Linked DNA regions of Triticum aestivum: region 2 is linked to region 1. A link is a contact called in public Hi-C data. All regions are on one chromosome and are shown on one strand. Each heading gives the region's core, a stretch centred on a gene start, on an enhancer-like site or on the middle of the called end of the contact. The rest is flanking DNA. Distances are from core to core; before and after follow the strand shown.

The links. A called contact is a pair of places that touch in the nucleus more often than the background predicts.
Region 2: a contact with region 1 is called in a Hi-C map of leaf, with 2.8 times the contacts expected there. The contact joins the promoter of LOC123115235 here to the promoter of LOC123115191 in region 1. A contact is called at or near these places in 2 of 5 Hi-C or Micro-C datasets (both in leaf).

What each region holds. Positions count from the first base shown.
Region 1 is chr1B:194,149,775-194,156,247 of IWGSC CS RefSeq v2.1, reverse strand. It overlaps LOC123115191 (serine/threonine-protein kinase tricornered), which reads left to right and starts at 3,910. Exons shown (of 13, transcript XM_044536423.1): 1 at 3,910-4,230. The coding sequence starts at 4,073.
Region 2 is chr1B:194,694,235-194,700,707 of IWGSC CS RefSeq v2.1, reverse strand. It overlaps LOC123115235 (protein ANTAGONIST OF LIKE HETEROCHROMATIN PROTEIN 1-like), which reads right to left and starts at 3,965. Exons shown (of 1, transcript XM_044536454.1): 1 at 2,150-3,965. The coding sequence starts at 3,817. The coding sequence ends at 2,393. It overlaps LOC123115246, which reads left to right. Exons shown (of 4, transcript XM_044536458.1): 2 at 416-505; 3 at 585-788; 4 at 1,812-2,213. The coding sequence ends at 1,900.

The sequences.
Region 1 (6,473 bases), core at 2,661-5,160:
GTTTACCTCTACCACCCGTGGGGGTGGTGTATCAAGTCCATGTATTTCTTCAATAGGTGGTAAATTCTTAACATCCTCTGCTTTAACACGTTTTCCCTTCATACATTTCTTTGCTCTTGCATATCTTCAAGACTGAGAAATAAGACACCCCTATTTTCGGAGTAGGTTTAGGCGATGGTTCAGGAAGAGTCCAATCATCATTTTTTTCAATATGTTATTCAATAATTCCTCGACTTGTTCAACAGTTCGTTCCCTGAAAACACAACCAGCACAACTATCTAGGAGTCCCTAGAAGCATCGGTTAGTCCATTATAAAAGATATCAAGTATTTCATTTTTCTTAAGTGGATGATCAGGCAAAGCATTAAGCAATTTGAGAAGCCTCCCCCAAGCTTGTGGGAGACTCTCTTCTTCAATTTGCACAAGTTAAATATTTCCCGTAAGGCAGCTTGTTTCTTATGAGTAGGATTTCCCCCCCAGAGAAGTAGTAAATCATATCCTGGGGACTACGCACACAACTAGGAGCAAGAGTATTTTACCATATCTTAGCATCACCCTTTAATGAGAGCAGAAATAATTTGAGGATATAATAGTAGCGAATTTTCTCATCATTAGCAAAAAGGGTGGCTATATCATTCAATTTAGTAAGGTGTGCCACAACAGTTTCAGTCTCATAGCCATGGAAAGGATCAGATTCAACCAAAATAATTAACTCTGGGTCAACAAAGAATTCATAATCCTCATCAGTAACAAAGATAGGTGAAGTAGCAAACTTAGGATCACATTTCATTCTAGCATTCAAAGATTTTTCTTTCAGTCTGCATAATAATTTCTTAAGATCATCTCTATCATTGCAAGTAAGAAAGTCCCTAGCTATCTCTTCATCCATAACGCATCCTTCAGGTATCTTAGGCATTTCATATCTAGGAGAGTTAGGTCTAATAGTTGTTTCAAGATTTTCAGTTCCAAGTACATCATCAGTTTCAGCATTCTCAATATCTTTAGCTCTAGCAAGTTGTTCATCAAGAAATTCACCTAGTGGCACATTATCATCAAGCAAGGTACTAGCATCATCATAAGCATTATCCATAGCAGAAGTAGCATCATCAATAACTTGCGACATATCAGGATTAGTAACATGTGGTGGCATTGCAAGTTTACTCAAAATAGAAGGTGAATCAAGTGCAGAGCTAGATGGCAATTCCTTACCTCCCCTCATCTTAGAGGGAAAAATCTTAGTCTTGGTATCCTTCAGATTCTTCATAGTGATAAATAGATAATAATTCCAAGCGACTCAACAAATATAGCTATGTTCCCCGGCAACGGTGCCAGAAAAAGGTCTTGATAACCCACAAGTATAGGGGATCGCAATAGTTTTCGAGGGTAGAGTATTCAACCCAAATTTATAGATTCGACACAATGGGAGCCAAAGAATATTTGTAAGTATTAGCAGCTGAGTTTTCAATTCAACCACACCTGGAGATTAAATATCTGCAGCAAAGTGATCAGTAGCATAGTAATATGATAGTTTTGATAGCAGTGGTAACAACAATAGTAACGGTGAGAGTGATAGCAATAGTTTTGTAGCAAGTGTAACAATAACAGTAATAGTAGTAAATTAGCAAGAACAATATGTGGAAAATTCGTAGGCATTGGATCGGTAGATTCGTTGGATGATATTCATCATATAACAGTCATAACCTAGGACGATACAAAACTAGCTCCAGTTCATAAATATAATGTAGGCATGTATTCCGTAAATAGTCATACGTGCTTATGGAAAGAACTTGTATGACATCTTTTGTCCTACCCTCCCGTGGCAGCGGGGTCCAATGGAAACTAAGGGAAATTGAGGCCTCCTTTTAATAGAGAACCGGAACAAAGCATTAACACATAGTGAATACATGAACTCCTCAAACTACGGTCATCACCAGAAAGTATCCCAATTACTGTCACACTGGGGTTTACGGATCATAACACGTAATAGGTGAATATGACTTGCAAGTTCGGATTTAGAACATAAATATAATGGTGAAAACATAAACGGTTCAAATCTGAAATCACGGCACCCGGACCCAAAGTGACAAGCATTAAGCATGTCAAAGTCATAACAATATCAATCTCAGAACATAGTGGATACTAGGGATCAAGCCCTAACAAAACTAACTCGATTACATGATGAATCTCATCCAACTCTTCACTGACCAGCAAGCCTACAAAGGAATTACTCACTCCCAGTGGGGAGCATCATGAAATTGATGATGAAGGAGGGTTGGTGATGACGAAGATCGAAGATCCCCTCTCCGGAGCCTCAAACGGACTCTAGATCTGGCCTCCCGATGAAGAACAGGAGGTGGTGGCGGCTCCGTATCGTGAAACGCGATAAAACTTCCTCCTCGATTTTCTCTTCAAAAATATGATTTTATAGCATCGAAATTAGGGTCTGCGGGGCCACCAGGCGGGCACAACCCACCAGGGCGCGCCAGAGGTGGGGAGGGGCGCCCTGGTGTCTTGTGCCCAGCCAGGGGCCCCCTCCGGTGGTTCTTGGCTCCAGTATTTTTCTTTTATTATAAAATAATTCTTCAAAAAGTTTCGTTCCATTCCGATTTTTTTTATTTCTGCACAAAAAACAACACCATGGTAGTTCTGCTGAAAACAGCGTCAGTTCGGGTTAGTTTCATTCAAATCATGCAAACTAGAGTCCAAAACAAGAGCAAAAGTGTTAGGAAAAGTAGATACGACGAAGACGTATCAGACTATCAGAGTGCAGGACCACTCACTATTGGTAGAGTTATCAGGTGACACACCCTTTCCTTTTCCCATTCTTTTGGAGGCTGAAGCACGTCGATTTGAATTTTACCGAAACGGTTGAGAGCATTAAAGCAAAAAGATTTTCTACATGCTCGTCGCAAGTTAGTGGCACAAATTTTTGCTCACTACTATCGAAATATTTCAGTTCAACAACATCGGCTTGGCTCCAGGGATAATCAGAAGAGAGGGAGTTGCATAAATCTTTAAACCAAACAATTGTTTCTACCACTTTTGGATAGCAAAATCCAGACAAATGATGCGCTTTTGTACCCCGCACGATGCTAGTTTCCATTATAACTGCGAGCCGAAAGGCAAACGCTCGATCAATCCTACAATTAGGCAGGCAATAATTTAGTCAAGTAGACAACAATTCACGAGTCCATTGGTCAAATTAATACTAGGCACATTATCGAGTTAGATCACACATTTCAAGGGGTTCGAGTCTTATCCAGCCGGAATCCATGAGTTCTCTGCTGCTCCTAGTTCGCCCCAATCCTCCCCACGGTCGATGGGACGGAGGCCGGTGTCCCTCGACATTGCCCAAGCCTACGAAGCTTAATCTGCTGTCGGGGCAGGGAACGCGGCGGATCCCCTTGAGCCAGTACAAGCCTGGGGCACGGAACGCGGCGGATCAGTGCACCGTGGGCGAGGGCTCTTGTCGATTGCATGCTAATTGGGAGATGGTGGTCGGATGGGTGGGGGGAGGCGTACGTGCGGTGCACCCTTTCTTCGGTTGCTTCGCCAACAACGGCGGTTGTGTGGGGAACGATCACTTAGATATGCAATAATTAGGACACCCCTAGACGTGCCATTGACAGGTCCTTTGAGAAATATCTAATGCAGTGAGCACTTTCCTTACCCTCTTGTTTAATACAACGGGCTATCGTGTTTCAGAAAAAGAAAAGATAGAATATTATCTGCAAAATTGCCTTTTCTTCCGAATCAATCGTGTAAAATTTGCCATAAAGCTCGGTGTGCTCCATTTACTCACTAGCTGTCTCCAGCCTGTTTTATTATTATTATTATTATATACAAAAAAAAGCTGTCTCCAGCTCCAGCCTGTAGTCCTCCACTAAAAAAGACCAGGTTATTCATCTCTAACCTCAAACTAACCAAACAAGAAGCAGCCGCGTCGGCGAAGCCAATAAGAGAAACCATTACTAGCACTACCAAGAGAGAAAACAATTTTAAAAGAATTTCGAGTTCGCGACAGCGAGAAGCAGAGCCGGGTCGCGGGGCCGCGGGCGGGCGTGCGCGTTAGCATGGAGAGCGAGACGGCGGCGCGCGGTGGCCGGAGCCAGCCGCTGGTGGAGGAGGCGGTGGGGTCCAGCCGCACCATGGAGCGCGTCGCGGCTGCGAAGAAGATCATCGAGAACGACTACCGCGAGCGCATGAAGAATCTCCGGGAGCGCAACGAGAGGTACAGCCGGCCTCCCATCCTGTCCCGAAACTCCTGATTTTGTCTATTCGGCCGCGTGCGGGTGTACCTGGATCTCGGGGGGTCGGGATGATCGAGGGATTGGGGATATCTCAGCGATTCGGGGGTTTATACTTTTGTCCTCTGTAGTTTCCGCTGCATGTCTAGCTGGTAATTCGGCGACTTTTAGGGTAATTTGTTCTAGACTGTGGCTGTAGATTATACTGTGGGCTACTCCATCTTTGAACTTTTTTTTCTCTAGAATATGCACGAGTCATATACTCCCTCCGTCCCAGAATAAGTGTCTATAGAAGAAAGGGGTGAAGAAACCCTCCACAAGGTTTACAACCGATTTACTAGGCTCTCACTAGCCACCACAAGATAGTTACATTAGTATGGGATTACTCGCGGCTAGCCTGCCTACTCAGACCACCGAAGAAAAACTCAAAGTCACCCTTTAGTAGACCCGCTGATTTCCATGTCCGTCCTTCATGATTAATGTTCGGCAAGGCTAGTTGATGGGATGGGGTTGTGCCGTCGAATACTATGGTTTTACAGTGTTTCCAAAGTTCCCATAAGCAAAGCGTGATAATCGCCTTTAGGTCTCATGGTGAGCATTGAGCCGCAACCCGCGTGGTGCACCACTCCACCAACTCCTCGTCCACCACTGGAGTTTGGTTTGGCTCGTCGAGAGCGCTCCAAATCCATAGCCACAGGTTCTCGCAAAGACACATGTGAGGAGGATGTGGTTGATTGTTTCGACCTGTTGGTTGCAAGATGGCACGTAGTTTGGTGTGGGAGTCCTCGGTGCGCCAGACGGTCTGAAGTCCAGCAACGGTTCTGCATGGCCAACCACGAGAAGAACCGGCCTATCTTTGAACTTTGGGACGTGCAATTACGGTGTAGGTTGGGGTGAGCTGATTCGCTGAGGGATTTTGGATGGTTGATAGTTACTCCCTCCGTCCCATAATGTAAGACGTTTTTCAACTCTAGTGTAGTGTCAAAAAACATCTTACATTATGGGACGGAGGGAGTATCTGTTAATTGGATTGAATTGTTGCTCATTGCTCCATTGAGCTGAGCATCCTTTGTCAATGCGGTTCTTGGATTGTAGCTAGAAGAAAACAGGGGCTTGTGTTGTCTGATTGCTTATGTGGAGAATTTGTCTTGACATATTGGTGTTTGCAGCGTGCAGACCTGAGTTTCTTGCTCCATGTTCACTAGTGCTGTCTTTTGTACTTTTTGGGGGTGGTTTGCCTATTCAGGTGTGTGCAGACATGCTGTAAGTTGGGTTTTAGGGCATCTTCAAGTCGGGCACCCATTCTGGCTGCAAATGTTCGGCCTGTCTGGTACAGACACTTTTAGCCGTCCAACGCAGGCACCCATTTTGAGCCAGACTATCTGGAATATCCTAGCCTGGCCCCAACTCGAGGGGCGGAGTAGGGGAGTTCGGACATCTACCACGTCAGATCCGACGTCCCGGACCCACGCCAAAAACCCTAATCAGTCCCTTCCCCGTCCCACACCCCTCTCTCTCTTTCCATGCCTGACCCTGAGGCCGCTACCAAATCCACCTCGGTCGCCGCTATAACAGCAATACCACCACCACTGGCCTTTGCCGCCGCAATGAATCTCTCTGGCCCAACGAACTTGACCTTGTCCAACATCTTCGAGGTGCTACCGTCGCAAGCACCCACGTCGGCCAAATTCGGAGAGTATCAAGCAGCAAGAGCGCCGCACGAGAGAGAAGGTGCAAGGGGCCGGTGCAAGGGGCCAGTGCGGCGGTGTGAGCATGAGCTCCTCTTGCAAGCTATGCCGCTGTGTCGGGTGTGCCTGCACACGCGTCGCCCCACGGCGCCCTTGCCTACGACTACAGCCCGGACTCACAGTAGTCCCCCCCTCCACCCACTCTGGTCTCCCGTTCATCATCAACCTCAACATCGACTACAACTTCACCGAGTCATTGCGGCAAATCCGGCAGCATACACCACCGGAGGATAGCTTCTCTGCAGGCGCTCGCAACCTGTTCAACGGACCTCCCCCTCCTAAGCTCGACACGGCCAAAGAGGTGATGATGTCCATGATCAACGATGGTCAAACGAACGGAGGGGTGGAAAAACAATACTCGCCGGCGCCGAGATGGAAGCAAAGAAAGCGAAGAGAGGAGTTGTATACACCACCAAGGAGGACGAGTTGTTTTGCTTGGCTTGGTTGGGCAATAGCGTTGATCCATTTGTCGGTGTTGA
Region 2 (6,473 bases), core at 2,716-5,215, 540 kb before region 1:
CAGATTTTTGGCTTAACAATCAAAGCTAGCCAGGGTTGCTGGCCAGACCAACCTTGGTCGATATTTGCATTCACGGTGTTCATTTTTTCTGAAATTATGGGTGCTCACTGGAATTTGCTTGCATGCCACAGAGTAATATTTTAGTACATGCAGCATCAAAATACAATTGGTAGGTAGGTCTTGATCTCTATGTGCAAGGGAGATTACCAAGAGCTTAATTTGCATAACGTCATAAGAGTACTCTGCATTCCTGTCGTTGATAAGCAAGTTTTTGTGTCAATGTCATTTCTTCTTTCATACGACTTAGAAAGGCTGGGTTCCATTACCTCAAGGTAACGAAGCAACACATTTTGGGTCAAAGTTCCATGATTATTCCTTAGTGTCTGAATGAAATCATTTCTGATGTCAAACGCAGAACCTGACTATGGAGTTGTTAGTATGCACCATGTTGGAATACTATGTGAAAATCTTGAAAGGTCGATGGCATTCTACCAGGACCTCCTTGGTGAGTTATCTGCGAGTTGTATATGTTTCACATGTATATGCACTGCTTATAAAGTAAAATGATACTGTTGATCATTCAGGTCTTAAGGTGAATCCTGCTAGGCCAAATGACAAGCTTCCGTACAGAGGTGCTTGGCTCTGGGTTGGTTCTGAGATGATCCACTTGATGGAGCTGCCAAATCCGGATCCACTGACAGGACGCCCAGAGCATGGCGGGCGTGATCGTCATACCTGTATAGCAATCAGAGATGTCTTGAAGTTGAAAGAAATATTTGACAAAGCTGGTATATCTGAATTCTAACTCTATTTTTTTCTGCTGTGTACAACAGACACTGGCTACAGTGTGCACATACGTTTTTCCTCTACTTGCCACCAACAACGCTAACCGCTAGTAGAGTATTTAACCTTACATTACTGCGGTGAGTAGCCCAAAGTTTCAACAATTCAGCAACTAAACGCACAAGCTCCAAAAGGATCTGTATACTTACTCATAGATAAAAAAAAAGTACTCCCTCCGATTCATATTACTTGTCACCCACTTAGTACAACTTTAGTACAAAGTTATATTACGTGAGCGACAATTGATATGGATCGGAGGGAGTATTAAATTCTAAGGTGACCCACGAAAACCCATGGATTGGTAGTACAAGCACTAAAGATCGAACTTATAAAACTGCAGTATGGCGTTTGCCTTGGTAGATATAGTTGCAGAGATAGACATATTCATCGCCTCAACTGTATCTGTCAATTACTGTTAATAGAGTGAAGTTATCCATAGTATGTTATGGTTCTGCCTAAATTTGTAACTGTTGCCGGTCAGGCTATTTGTGTGACAGACATGGCAATCAAAACCTCTGAGGGTAAAGTTATAGGTGTCTTGGCTCTGGAAAAACCTGTCCTGGGTTTAAAATAACCATTCTGTAGAAATTGTTGCAAGGTGTCAAAAGGGCGGTCTGATGTTATAGTTGATTCAACACTTGAACAGTGATGCTGATCAGATAAGCTTTTAAAAGACTGGTCAATTGATTTCTAAGAATGTCGAGCATATTACGTCCACATGACTTTATCACCCACATTCCCATCTCTTCGACATGAGAACATAAAGACTCACTGTTCCATGTTTTATGTTAGAACTTAATTCTCTTAGTTGACATTACCGCGTCACCTACTATGACTTTATTAATGTTAATTAGACTGCATTGCAGTTTTGCAATTCATTATGCTGGATTCTAGTTAGCCTCACAAAATTTCTCTATCGTCCATTGTCCGACAACACAATGACCTTCTACGCCTTGACCGTGATGCAGGAATCAGCTACACGCTCAGCAAATCTGGGCGACCAGCGATCTTTGCGCGAGACCCGGATGGAAATGCGTTGGAATTTACACAAGTATAGCAAGTGAGAGTCAGATTTCCAACTAGAACATACCTCACAGAATGGTGCTTGTAAGATTACTGTATCCAAGACCTTGTTGCAGGTCTTGCTGTCTAGCAAACAAGATCTGTCTGGGGCAATTCTGCTTGTGCCTTGTACATACCAGTCAAGAAATTGAGATGTATCTATCACATGATGATAGACTGGCACTTAAAATGTTAGCCAATTTGGTCTTTAGTAGTGATTGAGTATTACTGAATGACATGGGTATGGACAAATGGATATTGTGAATTCCTTCCACATTATGATACTTACACCAGATTTGAATGCGCTACGTTTTCTGATATCATTGTCAGTGCCTTCTAAATATCTCTTGGAACAAGCATGAAAAAAATAGTCCTAATCCCATTCGAAAGCTGTATGTTCTGAACTGGGATTCTTCCTATGCTTTCATGGAAGATCAGTAGTTCATCACATTACAGAAGCCCGCGTTTTGACACGGCGAACAGGCCCCTAGAGGAATGTAACGCTGGGGTGGCCGCCATGGAGGAGGTCGTGAGCAATCCTGTCCCGCTCCTTGTCGGCCTCTGCGGACAGCACTGGATTGGCAGCGGCGACCACGCCGGCATCGTCCTGCTGGGAGAGTTCGGACTGGATGTCGGCGTCGAGCTCCTCGCCGCTGCGTTCGCAGAAGTTGTGCAGCACGCAGCAGGCACCGATCATGTTGTGGAGGTCCGGCAGCTTGGGCTCGGTGCGGCGCTGCAGGCAGCGCCACCGCCCCTTGAGCCTCTGGAAGGCGCCCTGTGCTGCTGCGTGCGCGGCGGCGATGCGCTCGTTGAAGGCGTGCTGCGCCCATGTCAGGTTCTGGTGCGCGTACGGCACGAGCATCCAGTCCGTGAGCGGGTAGCTCGCGCCGCCCACCAGCCGGCACTGGTCGTCTCCGAGCATGCCGGTCTCGCAGCGGGCGTGCAGCGCGGACCTCTCGAGCACGGCGGCGTCGGACAGCGAGCCAGGGAGGCCGATGCATACGTCCGTGAAGGCGCCGTCAGCGTCCACGACGGCCTGCACGGCGACGGAATAGGAGGCCTTGTTGTTCCGCTCCGTGAGGCGGCGGTTGTAGTACTCGGCGACGTTGTCCTTGGGTGGGCCGATGGGGATGTGGTCGGTGTACACGGAGCCGACGACGCCGGGAATCCCGGACATGGCCTGGAACCTGGAGGCGGGGGATTCCAGCGGCCAGCGGACGGCCTTGGGCAGGAGGACGGCGGTGAGGGCGGCGCAGACCTGGAGGACGATGTTGTGGCAGGTGGAGATGCCGAGGCCGAAGCGGCGGGAGACCTCGCGGAGGGGCTCCCCGGTGGCGAGGCGCCAGAGGCAGACCGCGACGCGCTGGTGCACGGGTATGGCAGCGCGCAGCGCGGTGTCCTCCTTGGCGACGGCGGCGCTGAGCTCGTCGCAGAGCGCGTCGAAGGTGGCGCGCGACATGCGGAAGGCCTGGCGGAACTCGGCGTCCGGGCACGCCGGGCAGCTGAGGCGGTCCCACCACTCCGTGCTCCGCTCCCGCACCCACACCCGCCGGCCCCCGCTCCTTGCCGCTGGTGCTGCGTCGCCGCCGCTGTGGGCAGGCGAGGTGGGCGGCGAGCCCTGCACCTTCCTCCTGACCGCCTGCGGCCGCGACGAGCCGTCGTCTCCCGCGGGGACGAAGCCGCGTTTCCTTCCTTGACCAGTCATTTCCGCTGGTGGCGGTGGCAACGGCGCGGCGGCGTGTCCGAAGAAGGCTGGCGCGGCCTCGGCGGCGCCGTAGTAAGGGAAGGCGTCGGGCGCGGCGGCGAGGTCGTCGTTCATGAGGAAGGCGAGGAGGGAGGAGTGGTCGTCGGCAGCTGCTGGGCCGTCGAAGAGCGATGGAAGAGGGGTGAAGGGCGTGAGGTAGGTGCTCATGATCCGATCAGTCTCGTCGAGTCTTGGCTGGCGGAGCTAGCTCGATCGGCGGCGGCAGTCGGAAGTACAGTACTGGCAGTCGGGTGCTTCAGTGAGACGCGGGATGAGGAGGAGGATCGACGACGAGGAGGAGGAGATGGTTGAGGTGTGATGGAGCGCGGGCGAAGTCATATATAGGTATGGGGCCGCGGGGGGAGCTGGGGACGGACGCGGTATTCGTGACGGGAGACTAAAATTATGAGGCGGAGAAGGCGCGCGGAAGGCCGCCGCTCGCCCGCGTGTGTGGCGTTGTACCGCGGCGTACGCGGGTGGGGAGAACGGACGGGTGAGGGGAGGAAAGCGAGTGGCCGAGCCGAGTAGAGTTGCTAGAGTGGTGGGCTGCGATTCGCTGCCGGGTCCCACCGCAACGGGGTTCTATTATATTGAGGGGAAAATGGAAAAGGAAAATATCGTCTGTCGTGTGGTGGACTGATTTGGGGGCTGCCTGGCCGTACTGCCGTGTGGAGTGGTGGACTGACCGATCCGTGACGGCTCTTTCTCTTTCCGCGGGTTTCTTTTGTCACGACCCCTGCCTTGTATGGCCGGCTAGTCTTTGTCTATGGGTGCCTACGCGTCAACCGGATCGCCACTATAGCTGGCCAAACGGGCCGGGATAGTTGGGCCGGCCCGGTAGCACGGCCGGCACGGCACGGCACGTGCTAAACGGGCCGGGCCCGGCACGTGGCATGCCATGGGCCGTGCCTAGGCCTGAAGGGCGAGCACGCGGGCCGGCACGGCACGGCCCGATTAACTTTTTTATTTTTTTATGTATCCTAATATGGGCCAACAGATAAAAATAGGCTACAAAACGCTAAATGCGCGAAATAGGAGGTAGATTAGTGGGCTTGACGTGCCGGTGGGCCGGCCCGATTAGCATACGGGCCGTGCCTGGGCTGCAGGCTGCAGCACGCGGGCTGGCACGGCACGGCCCGTATAATAATCGTGCCTAGGCGGGCCGGGCCGTGCCAGGCACGATTAGGATGGGCCGTGCCGTGCCGGGCTGGGCCGGCCCGTTTGGCCAGCTATAATCGCCAAAACTAGTGCCTCCGTCCCATAATATACTTAATATAACAGCATTTTTAGTACTATATGGCTCCCTGTAGTTCTGAAAAGTAGTTGATTAGAGCAACTCCAACGGGGCGACCCATTTCGTCCGCCGCCGACCGTTTGGGTCGGCGCGGACAGAAAAGGCGGTCCAACGTGCTGAGTCAGACGCGCGTCGGCTTTTCGTCCGCGGGCGACCCACCCGGCCCATTTTTGAGCCGGATTTGCGTCGGCGCAGACACGCGACGGCGCACGCTCACCCTCTCCTCCCTCGGGCCCGCCGGTCTGTGTCACATTGCCCTCCCCCATCCAACAGCAACCCTCGCCCTCCTCCTCCGTCGCCGCCGCCGCCGCCCATTTTTGTCGGCGACTCTGCCAGCTGCCGGGGCCTCCACATCAGCCCAGCTACGCCGCCCACTCCCACGTCGCCCGCCATCGCCGTCTTGCCGCCGGGAGCCGACTGCTTCCCACCCTCCGCGCCCCCCCCACCACACAGCCGCCCCCGACCAAGAAGTCGCCTTGCCGCCCGGCCAAATCCTCACCGGCACGCTCATCGGACGCCGACACGCTGGCACGCTCGTCGGACGCCGGCAGGACAGCTAGCTAGTCCGTGCGCGCCGCAACTCCCTTCGCCGGCCGTCTCCTTCGCCGACGCCCACAAGTTGGTCGACAATTTGCCAAGGTACAAAATGGACTCCGCCGACGAGTTCTTTTTTCACAATTTCCTTTGCGACTCCGACGATTCGTCCTCCGATGACGAGGAGGAGATATTGACTGCTGTGTTGGTCCATCACCACCTCAACAGTCAGCGGCCATTGTTCCGTGGCTCCATTCCGGGCCACCTTCTGGCGTTGAATCGCAACCGAGAGAGCGGGCATTTCCTTCTTTGGAAGGACTACTTTGATACAACAAACCCGTTCTTCAAACATCAGAAATTCCGCCGCCGTTTTCGTATGAGTAGGCATCTTTTCAACCGTATTAGAGAGGGGGTGGTCGGCTATGATGACTATTTTGAGTGCAAAGAGGATGCCGTTGGCAAGATTGGTTTTTCCTCTTATCAGAAATGCACTGCCGCCATCCGAATGCTTGCATACGGAGTGCCCGGTGATCTCATTGACGAGTACGTCCGTTTGAGCGAGTCTTCTTGCCTAGAGTCCCTGTATAAGTTCTGCAAGGCTGTTATTGCTGTGTTTGGCCTGAGTACTTGAGAGAGCCGACTGCTAAAGATACATCCCGTTTGTTGGCGATGAATGCTAGCCGGGGCTTCCTAGCATGCTTGGTAGTATAGACTGCATGCATTAGGAGTGGAAGAACTGCCCTTCTGCTTGGCAAGGGCAGTATAAGGGCCATGTCAGGGCTTGCACTGTCATACTTGAGGCCGTGGCGTCTCAAAATCTCTGGATCTGGCACTCTTTCTTTGGCATGGCCGGATCACACAATGATATCAACGTGCTTCAGCGCTCACCGGTGTTTGCTAGGCTTGCCGAAGGCAACATCCCGCCGGTGAACTTTACTGTCAACGGCCACACCTACGATAAAGGATACTATCTGGGTGACGGTATCTATCCTCAGT